3 separate regions of the Mus musculus genome follow, and regions 2 and 3 are each linked to region 1. Evidence: chromatin contacts called from public Hi-C and HiChIP or PLAC-seq data. All regions are on one chromosome and are shown on one strand. Each heading gives the region's core, a stretch centred on a gene start, on an enhancer-like site or on the middle of the called end of the contact. The rest is flanking DNA. Distances are from core to core; before and after follow the strand shown.

What was found. A called contact is a pair of places that touch in the nucleus more often than the background predicts. HiChIP or PLAC-seq counts read pairs in DNA pulled down with a chosen protein or histone mark.
Region 2: an H3K27ac HiChIP or PLAC-seq map of microglia shows a contact between it and region 1, with 4 times the contacts expected there. The contact joins the promoter of F11r here to the promoter of Sdhc in region 1. A contact is called at or near these places in 1 of 484 Hi-C or Micro-C datasets (embryonic stem cells), 3 of 115 datasets of contacts at active chromatin or transcription factors (embryonic stem cells, microglia and pancreatic cancer cells) and 2 of 9 other capture datasets (adipose tissue and liver).
Region 3: a contact with region 1 is called in a Hi-C map of muscle stem cells, with 3 times the contacts expected there. The contact joins the promoter of Tstd1 here to the promoter of Sdhc in region 1. A contact is called at or near these places in 1 of 39 promoter capture datasets (pre-B cells), 13 of 484 Hi-C or Micro-C datasets (the G1E-ER4 cell line, LSK cells, the P5424 cell line and 6 more), 9 of 115 datasets of contacts at active chromatin or transcription factors (the HPC-7 cell line, the SCID.adh cell line, embryonic stem cells and 1 more) and 5 of 9 other capture datasets (adipose tissue, embryonic stem cells, liver and 2 more).

What each region holds. Positions count from the first base shown.
Region 1 is chr1:171,148,907-171,152,261 of GRCm38.p6, reverse strand. It overlaps Sdhc (succinate dehydrogenase complex, subunit C, integral membrane protein), which reads left to right and starts at 1,659. Exons shown (of 6, transcript NM_025321.3): 1 at 1,659-1,703. The coding sequence starts at 1,684. It also overlaps a transcript of Mpz not described here.
Region 2 is chr1:171,435,677-171,439,031 of GRCm38.p6, reverse strand. It overlaps F11r (F11 receptor), which reads right to left and starts at 1,471. Exons shown (of 10, transcript NM_172647.2): 1 at 1,331-1,471. The coding sequence starts at 1,391. It overlaps Gm26641 (predicted gene, 26641), which reads left to right and starts at 1,710. Exons shown (of 2, transcript NR_151523.1): 1 at 1,710-1,790.
Region 3 is chr1:171,417,226-171,420,580 of GRCm38.p6, reverse strand. Tstd1 (thiosulfate sulfurtransferase (rhodanese)-like domain containing 1) reads right to left here and starts at 1,548. Exons shown (of 4, transcript NM_001164525.1): 1 at 1,446-1,548; 2 at 1,121-1,243; 3 at 481-643; 4 at 229-390. The coding sequence starts at 1,509. The coding sequence ends at 339. It overlaps Usf1 (upstream transcription factor 1), which reads right to left. Exons shown (of 10, transcript NM_001305676.1): 7 at 3,252-3,339; 8 at 3,050-3,108; 9 at 2,717-2,940; 10 at 1,822-2,549. The coding sequence ends at 2,460.

The sequences.
Region 1 (3,355 bases), core at 410-2,909:
ATCTGTTACATTTTATTCTTATTTTTGTTTCTGGAATACTGTCTGTGTAGTCCAGGTCACCTGGAACTTGGTATGCTGCCAAGGCTGAGGATGACCTGAGCACCTGACCCACTAAGTACTAGGACTGTAGGCGTGTCAGCAAGCTGGGTTAGAGAGGGTTGGAGCGATGTCTGGGAGGGAGTTCAGGAGCAGAAAGCTGTACTTACTAGAACAATTTTCTACTGATGGACCTTCTTACTAAATTCTAAAAGCTGTTTTCTTTATGTCAGTTTGTTTCTCTTTTACCTGTCTCTGGAGAGTGACTTCAAACTCACGATCCTCTTACCTCAGCCTCCACAGTGCTGGGACTATAGGCACAGCCACTGCTACCAACATGAAACTTATGTTTTGAGGTAGCTGGCACTGAATTGTGTCGCGTCCATCTTGAAGATCAAGAAACACTGCAAAAGAGATTCCTGCACTGAACGGAGGGTTGGATGAGAGAACCTCAAAGGTCCCTAAAAGTCTACAAAGTGCTTTCTTTGTCTAACGTTACAAAAATGCAAAATAATATTATTCATTTGATGAAGGGGGGAAAAAAGCGAATTTGTGCTATTTAAATCCTGAAAGGAAAAAGGCAGGAGAGAGCTAGATTGCTAAATATAAATGGGATCTGAATATTAATACATTCAAAAAGAGATTTGCTACAGAATAAGAGTTGCTCTGGGCTGCCCCCCTTTATTCTTTCTCCCTTTGCCTTGCCACCCCTCAGCGCCCAGGGTCAGGAACTTTGACATTTCATTTCATGTCTTTCTCTCTTTCCTCAGTCGAGAGACTCTGCAACTGATTTCTGTGCTTGGAATCCTCAAAACCGTGGATATACAGTATATATAAATCAAAGCGGGTTCTCCTCCACACCCCTAGGCTCTTGTGGCTGTGGGTGTCACCCACATATCGCTGAAAAAATAAACAAAAGAGCGTTGTCTTTGGCCAGTGGGAGTTTGGTTCGTGCTGCAGCTCAAACCCTGGAATTGCCAGGCCTAAAGGAGGTGGTGAGAAAGGATGCCAACATTGAAAGGGATGGCGGATGGCCCTCTGGCAGCCCACGACACACTCCCTACGGCCCAATTTGGGGTACGGTTTGCTTATCTTGCTGGGGATATGGCTTAAAGGTATAGTGCTTGCCTAACACGGGAGGCACCAAGTTCAGAAGAAGGCCAAACTAGCATTTTTCCTTGGGTGTCTCAGCCAGCTAACTAGGGGATTTTTAAGACAACTTGGAAGGAGGGGGGTGAAGTGAGCCTCTGAAATCCTCAGGGAATAAATAAGCCGGAGAAGTGGCTGCCTGGCAGAGCGAGCCCTACAAAATAAACACTCGGGCAGGTAAACGCACTAACGGTAACCACTCGGCGATTTTGGCCAAAACTTTGACAAACGACGCTAGCTAGAAACTGGCGCGTGAGAGGAAAACCGAAGAACTGAAAAGCAAAGCAAAACAAAAAACTAAAACCAAAAAAAACCAAAAAGAACCCAAAACAAAAAAAGTACCATCCACCAAGCCCGGAACACAAAGGAGGTTCCAGCCTAAAAATTCTGAGGTGTCATATGATAGTCCCCGCCTCCGCCCCGCCGGCTCCGCCCCCAAAGGCAGGGCCACACGGGGGGAGGAGCGATGCGTCATTTCCGTCCAGGCCGGAACTCAAGATGGCTGCGTTCTTGCTGAGGTGACTTTAGCCTGGGGCTAGGAGTCCACGCCCGCGACCGTTGGGGGAACCTGAATTAGTCCCTGAGGGGGTGACAGCGGTGTGTGCCTTGCGGGGACAGGGAAAGGACCTGCGGGTGTGCAGGCCGCGCCCCTGGGATCTTAGCACCCCCTCTTCTCCCCCGGCGGAGAGGCTCGGAAGGGCTTAGAGGTCACACTGTGTGTGGCCGAGTGGCGCGGCTGTCATTGTTTCTGCCTCGCCCACCTCTAAAGCCTCTTCGAAAACTGCTCTTGTGGCCCCAAAAAGCTGCTGTAACTTCGAGATCAGCGGGCCCCTAGGCCTGCAGTTTTGGGGGGACTTAGGGATTGTAGAGGGAGGGGCTCCTTGGAGCACCTACTGGGTGCTTTAACTCCTGGCAATCCTGCTAGCAACCGGTGGAAACTGTCGGGCATCCTAATGCATCCCTCCCAAGCCAAGGTCAATAATAGCATCCACAGTGGGTCTCTTAATGTTGCCCAGGAAATCCACTTTGTTTTGTTTTAATTTTGGTTTTAGCGGGACAATTGGGTGGGTGGGTGTCACCACCTTTCTCTAAAGTGTCCATTTTCTGTCCAGAGAAATAGCTTAGATTTCCCCTTGTTCTGAATTCTTCACTCATTAGCTATCATCCACAGAGCCTTTATAGTTGTAAGGGCTAGTGACATTTCTGGTACAAATCCCAACCCAGTTTTGTGCCAGTCCTATTTTTGGAAATTATTTGTTATGGAAAGTTAGCTTCAGTGCTGTTGAGATTCCAGACCCCGATTCTCCCAAATATGTTTTCATTTCTCTTTCCACTTCTGTCATGCAGTATAAAAATAGAGGGATTCTGTTTAGTCTTTCTTTGTAAAAGTGAGTCTTGGGGAGTTTGGATTGGTTATCTTTATCCTTTATTTTTATCTTGCTGCGCATCCTCATAGCCGAAGGACAGGACCAGGTTTTCCAGAGCTGTATCTTTCATCCCTAATTTTGACCATAATTAAATGCTTTCAAATTCTATGATGTAACACATGCTGGTGAATGTTAGGGCATATCAGGTCAATGGTTTAACATTTAGCTTAAAATGATCATATTGGTTCCAGGCATTTATCTTAGGAGTTTCGGGATTAGTATGTAGAGTCTTCATCTTTGGGTTCTTCCTGGATCTAGCCAGTCTCACATGGAAATTATTTGAAAAGCAAATTCCCAAAGCAGTTTGAGTGTGTTACCTGCCAAGCATTACACTGAGTCCCTGGGAGGGGACTGTGGGTGTGTCCTGCTGTCACCTTCCGTCAGTCAGATATTCTGTCATCCCAGCACTAAGAATTATTTACCTCACCTTCTGTCCTCATGTAGATTGGTTGTGTCTACAAGTAATTTTTTTCCATATTTTTGTGTATGGATTGTACATAAGTAGCTCTCCCCACCCCATTTACCTTAAACCATAGAGTGTAACATACAGAATATTTAAATTATAATAGGCATTATAAGTAATACAGAAATTACTGGAAGTATAAGAGAATGTGCACAGGGCATATGTAAATGCCACACCATTTTACATAAATGACTTAATCAGCTGCTTGTGGAGGCACACCCCACCCTTCTCAGCACTTAGGAGACTGAGGCAGGAGGGCTGCTGTAATATTGAAGCCAGC
Region 2 (3,355 bases), core at 222-2,721, 290 kb before region 1:
TCCCCAGCTTCTTACCCTCTTGTAAAACTGGGAAGGTCATTTCCTCTCCACAGATTAATTTCCTTATCTGTACAATGTAGAGAAGTAGACTCACCTATTGTCTAGGCCACTCCAAAGCTTTACAGTTGTAATGAGAAACAAGGGACCCATCTCTCCATCTTGGGGACTTAGTCTTATGATTGTTCTCCAAAAAGGTTACCAAAACGAACTGCCTTTAGAAGACAGCGATACTGACTGTAATGGTTTATTTCCTTTATCCTCTCTAAAATACTAACCGTGAAGGGAAACAGATTCATACGGAACACATTCCAACAACAGGAGTGTGTGACACTCAGGAACCAGACATAGCACACCCAAGTCCCTGGGTTTGGTCCTCGGCTCCGAAGGGTGGTGGCGGCAGGGAAAGGAGACAGATAAATATACAGGTGCTGACACACACTGACCAAGGGAACAAACCAACCTACCTCACACTCAACCTCATACAAACACACCTCGAGATAGTCATGCCCCAGCATGCGAGCCTGGCTGTTTCTCAGGAAAAGGAGTCGACAAAGAAACAAAAAAACTCTCATTCCGGGCAAGGGGGAGGGCAGAGTTCTGGCTCTAAGGAGATCCAGCCAACCAATAGACCTACTCTTGCCCCAGGGAATCCTTACTCCGTCAACAACCTTAATTAACGACTCTTTGCTACCTAGTCAAGAAAGGAATTCTGAATCTGAGAAATTTTAGAGAATTCATTTCTTCTTCAGACGCCGAACCTCGGCATTAATCCCAGAAGGTCTACTACTTAACAAGAGGAAGAAACCCTTCTACAAAAGCCAGGAAAAGAAATCTTCCCTACCCAGCCCACCCCCCTCCTCATTACATTTCCTTCTAGGGCACTTGAGCCAAGGGAGTCCGGGTGAGAGGCTCAAGGTTTCTCTGAGATCTCCGAGAATGTCGGAAGGGCAGGATAGACCTTCCCAGACGTATACTATGGAGAAGAACGGCTAGCGAAATAGTTGGGTTTGGGGAGGGTCCTCGGGTCGTTAGGGGAGACCCAGAACCATGGACCCTCCCGGGTTATTTTTGGTGCTTCCGCAGAGAGGGTACTCCCGGCACCGAGTGGGAGGTAGGGTCACAGATCACCGGCTTGGGCGAAGGGAGCCAGCCAGTCTCCCGGTGGGGGAGGGGAACGGAGAGTGACCAGACCCGGGCGGAAAAGTGGACTCCCAGGGCGAGGCAGGCAGGCAGGTTTCTGGACTCCTCCCTTCCCGTCGGCGCGTGGGGATCGTCCTCTTCCAGCCTCTCCCCGGACCCACCTAATCCTCCAAAAACTCTAGGAACTCACCCAGGATCATAGACGTGAAGAGAAACAACAGTTTCCTCCCGGCTTTCCCCTCGGTGCCCATTACAGTTACAATCCCGACGCGACGGGCACAGCAACTCCAATGGGAACAGCCTCGCGATCCACTGCCCTGGGCTGGACTCTAGCAGCCAGGTTAAGCCCGGCCCGCCTTTCTCTCCACGCCCGGTGGGCGGCGCCCGGCTTCCCCGCGTTCCGATTGGTGAAAAGAGAGGGAGCTCCGATGAGTGACTCACCGTACGCAGGTGCAACCCCGAACTTTCCTCCTTCTTGAGTCCGATTGGTGGCTTTCACCTCTAGAGACCTCTGGTTGGCCCAGGAGACTGTCGCTTAAAGAAACCAAGGCCTCCTCTTCGGCAGGTAAGGGCATCCCAATTGGGCAGCAAGGCATGCAGATAGAGCCTTTCGGACTGCCAGGCCCTCGATAGTCATCTCTAAAGAGAAGGTGAGTAAGGTCACTGCCTGTGAGATGCAGGAATGTGCTTGGTTGATTTCTCTTCCATTACTTTTCAATTGCTTGATGGTGCAGAATCTTTGGTCCCCTCCCCCTTGGTAAGTGAAAAACACAAATTAATATAGGAAGGTGTAGGGAGAGGGTTGAGACAAGAGAGACATCTTGACTATCCCAAACTGGGTTGCTCTCAAAAAGAAACCTACATAGACGGATACAGGAAGCATCCAGATAATAAAAGCTGACCCATACTTCTTGGGAGGACTGGGAATATGTCTTTTATACATACACATAGGATCTATGTCAGCAGCTCCTTTGCTGGGCCTTACATTTGGATTAGCTTTTGTTTTCTAGACCAGGGCTAGCTATGTCGCTGAGGCTGGCCTCAAACTGTGGATCTTCCTATAAAAATGGCTATGCCAAGAGGTATGTAAGTACAGAAAGATTGGGGGCTCAGCCTTAGGTATCTAATAAGCCGTAGACCAGCCTGGGATTCATGAGACCCTTTCTCAGAGGAAGGGAAGGGGGTGGGAGGGGAGGAGGAGAAGGATAGAAAGGGGGAAAAAACCCAACCTAGTGTTTATGCTTGTAATCCCAGGACTGTAAAAGACAGGGACAGCAGGATTAGGAGTTTAAGGCTATCCTTGACAAGGTAGCAAATCAGAGAATAGCCTAAGCTACAAGAGACCCCATTTCAAAAATAAAACAGGCTGGAGAGATGACTTAGCAGTTAAGAGTGCATGCTACACTGGGCTTGGTAGCCCATGCTTTTAATCCCGGCACTGGGGAGGCAGAAGCAGGTAGATCTTTGTGAGTTCAAGACCAGCCTGATCTACATTGTGAGTTCCAGGACAGCCAGAGATGCAGTGTGAGACCCTGTCTCAAAAAACCACCACCAACAGCAACAACAATCAGCAAGTTTACCAAGCATCTCCTGGATGAGACTGGAAAGTATAAATAAATTAAAACAACATTTCTGACTTCAAGGTTGGCAGTTAAAATAAACAGGACAGTGTGTAACCAAGAAAGAAACTTTGTACTACTAAACTGAAACAAATATTTGGGTATCTGCCAAGGGCAAACTTGTTATTCACCCTCAAAGAAAGTTGAAGTCCTAAACTGAGACTTATACACAGTTTTGGCATTTGTTTGGCCTGATCTTGCTTTAGCCCAGGCTGCTCTGCAACTCACATATGGCCCCAAATATCCTTGAACTTAGGACGTCTCAGCCTCCCTGAATACCAAGATTACAGTATGACCCACTCACTATACCTGTTGGGTTCTGGATGGAAGCTGAGAAGGCTCACTTCAGAGACAGAAACGTCAAAACAGAAGCCTTATTTTCTGAGCGGTCAGGAGGTGGCCAAGTTGGGGGTCTGAACCACATCCCCAAGGAAGCTGTGTTGCATTTTTAAAGGGTAAAACTGCAAAAGGAGGGAGGGGCTGGGTGAGCTGCAGGGTCATCGAGCATATTTTTGCATTAATGGTTAAGCATGCACGACAGTGTTTGTTGAAGACTGGGCTTCCTCCAGGACACCTGGCTTGAAGGCCTTTAATTC
Region 3 (3,355 bases), core at 299-2,798, 270 kb before region 1:
CTGCCCCACAACCTAGCTCCAAGATTATTTTTAAGGCTATTAGGTAACTATTTGATGTGCATTCTGGGCTGGAAACTGCTGTTCAAAGTCAGGTTCAGTTATTCAGGGGACTGCTTTAATTGGGTGGTAGGGACCAGAGGAATGGACAAAGATCCTGAGATAAACAGCACTAGATTAATACTAGAACCATTTTTTTTTGTCCATGTGACAAATTAAATACAACTCATACTTCATTAAGTGTACTTTTTATTTGAGTTTTTCATGTGTGAAGCACTACAAGGATTTGCCTAGCCCAGCAAGGTAGTCTGAGAACAGCCACAAACTGGTGAGCCTTTTATCTAGCCCTGTTTCTCCAGCCACTCTTTATAGGCCCCGGCATAGTTCCGAGCCCTGTGGAGAAAAAGAAATGTTGAGGGAAGGACCGGTCCAGGAGACAGTCCCCAGGCAGCACCCAGCTAGCAAGCCTTCTGTTTGTCATACCCTGTATAGCCAAGACCTTGTGCCAGTTGTGTGGCCTGGAGACCCCGCCTGCCCATCTGACAGAAGAAAATAAGATTCTTGTCTTCTAGCTTTGGCTTCTCAGCACAGTACAGAGTCTGAAAAGCAGCTGGGTCCATGTTCAAGGCGATTTCCAATTCAGACACTGAGAGGGGACAAAAAGGAAAGCCAGGGGTACACCGAGGGGGTGCTGAAAGAGCGGAATCCTGACAGCAGGCAAATTTGCATAGACTGTCCGAATAACATACAGTGGCTGCCCCCACCCCACCCCATCCTCAAAGACAAAGGCGCACAAGTGCAAAGTCAGGCCAGCAAACACTGCCACTTGCTGAGACTTAAGCAGGCAGTGGAGGATCAGGTGGATTAAAGCATCCAGCTTCAGGGAAGTCGGCATTCAGATGGGGACCTGCCCCTCTGGCCACCTGCTATCCCCTCAAACTGGATAAGCTAGTTCCGCTGCCAGCATGTCTCCATTTAGCCTTTCTCTAGGGAACCTGAGGGCTGGCTTGAGCAAATATAAGGCCCTATGTCTACCAGCACCGTCCCCACAGCATACTAAATGAGGCTCCTTTAGTTAAGCCCATCATGGACTGTTCCTTTGCCAACAAGGGAAATCTTATACCAGGGATGTTGAGTGCCCCAGGAATGGTACCAGCTGCTGCCTCCTCTGGAGATCGAACGTCGAAGAGCCTGGCCCTGCCTGAGGCTACGAGTGAACGGAGCTCAGAGAAGGAGACTGTAGGCACTGGGGAAGAGGGCATGAAAAGTCTTGAGGGCCGCGGGACCACAAGACACTTGTGGCTGCTACACCCCCACCCCGGCAGCAGCTTCCCAGCCCAGTGGTGCTGTTTGAGACCCGCAGCCACACCCCATTCTCCTCTCTCCACAAACAGCCCTTCCCAGGGGACCAGCATCGTCAGCCTCACATCCAGGGGGTTCTCAGGTACCTCCAGCCATGGTTCCTGCAGCCGCACTTGTGTGACTGTGACGCAGAACTGCAAGCCGAAGCATCTCCCTCACCCTCCCAGAGCCCAACCAGAGACCGGAACCGGAAGCAAGGGCATGGCCCCTGGAGTATACACACACAGAGTCCAATCGCACCAGTTGGTGATACCTGTAACACTCGCACACAGTTGAAACCTTTATAGACTGCCCAGGTTAGGCCGGAAATTTCACCCAGGTTTGGCACAGGCACCAGGACTCTGGGTAATGAGTATAGGAACAGCAGCACCCCACTCAAAGGTTGACCCAGCCCTTACTGGTCAAAGAGTAATATGCACTCTCCCTTCCCCCAGGGCCCCAAAAAGGAGGAAGACAGACAACTGTGGCTCTAAACAATTTTATCTTTAAAAAAAAAAAAAAAAAAAAAAGGAAAGAAATAAAAAGACCCATCCCTGGAGCAGGGAAGGCTCTCAGTGAACCCACCCCTGCCTACAGTTCTCCCTGGCTCCAGAGCCTTCCGTAGGGGCCTCGGCTGCTCATTGGGCCCCCTTCTACTCCTGGGATAGCAGCCAGCTAGCATCCTTTCCCACCTCTTGAGTAAGCCTGCTTCCCAGAGTACTCAGGTACGCATCTTAACTTCTGCTCCAGAGAAAGGAAGAGCCAGTGGAAGTACTAGGCCCGCAGTCCCTCTCTCAGGCACTCCAAGCGAGCACACGGCAAGCCCAGATTCAGTGTGTCCAGTGTCCAGCAAGGAGACAGCACATGCAGTGTGCCGAAGGCGCACCAGACCCGGGGACTGCACAGAGGGAGCAGGCCGGGCTGTCAGTGCACGCCCACACTGTTTGTTTCACACCACTCACTGCAGACTGCCACGCCACAGGGCCTCAGTTCAAAAACACACTTGCCAAACTCCCCCGAGTCCCATGCCAGAGGAGGCAGTGAAGGAGAGGGGCATGGGGTTAGCCTGTTGCTCCTGGGCCGGCTGCAGTCCTTGGCCCAAAGCCCCTGAGTCCCCAGAGTTAGTTGCTGTCATTCTTGATGACGACCTCGAGTCCGTGGTGCCGAAGCTGAGCTCGCAGGAGCAGGTTCTTGTTCTTGAGATCTTCCACCTGCACGGAGAGGAAATGATGAGGAAAAACAAGATTGACACCGCTAAGCCATGAACTCAGCCCCACAGCCACAGCCAAGAGGGACAATGGCAAGTGTTTTCCAGGGACTCCAAACTGGGTCAGTGGCTACGGGGCTGCCAAGGGGGCCATCCTGGAGTTAGTCTGACCTGTTGCCGGAGCACATCGTTGTCCAGCTGCAACTGATCTAACCCCTGCAGCTCTTCAGACAGCCGGTGGTTGCTCTGCCGCAGCTCCTGGATATAATCACAGGCTTTGGACAGGATTCCACCTTTACTCTGGCCAGACTTGGTGCTCTCCATAGAGCAGTCTGGGATGATTTTGGACAGCTGTACAATCCAGTTGTTGATCTTGTCCCGGCGGCGGCGCTCCACTGTGGGGCAGAGCAAAGTAGAGAGTGACCCGCCAGCCTTCCCATCCTCACGCTGCAGTTCCCCAATCTACTTAGGCTGTTCCTGGCTTCACACCTGGATGCCACCTACCTTCGTTATGTTGAGCCCTCCGTTTCTCATCTCGAGTTGTCCTGGGAGCCTCTGACTTCCTGATAATAGTCCAAGTCCAGGGTGGCCAGACCAAGGAAAAGGCAAAGAAGCAAACGAAACCAAGACCGGTGTTTGGGGTGAGGAATTACGTAAGGTTTGGCAGGCACCGAAACCACTCTTAACAACAGATAAGGTCACTCACGGGGAATAAGGGTGGGTCCTGGGGGCAATCGATCGCTGGCTCCCTCCCTGCAATACTTCTTGTGGTGACATCATCACAAAGAATTGACCTGTGACGACATGAGG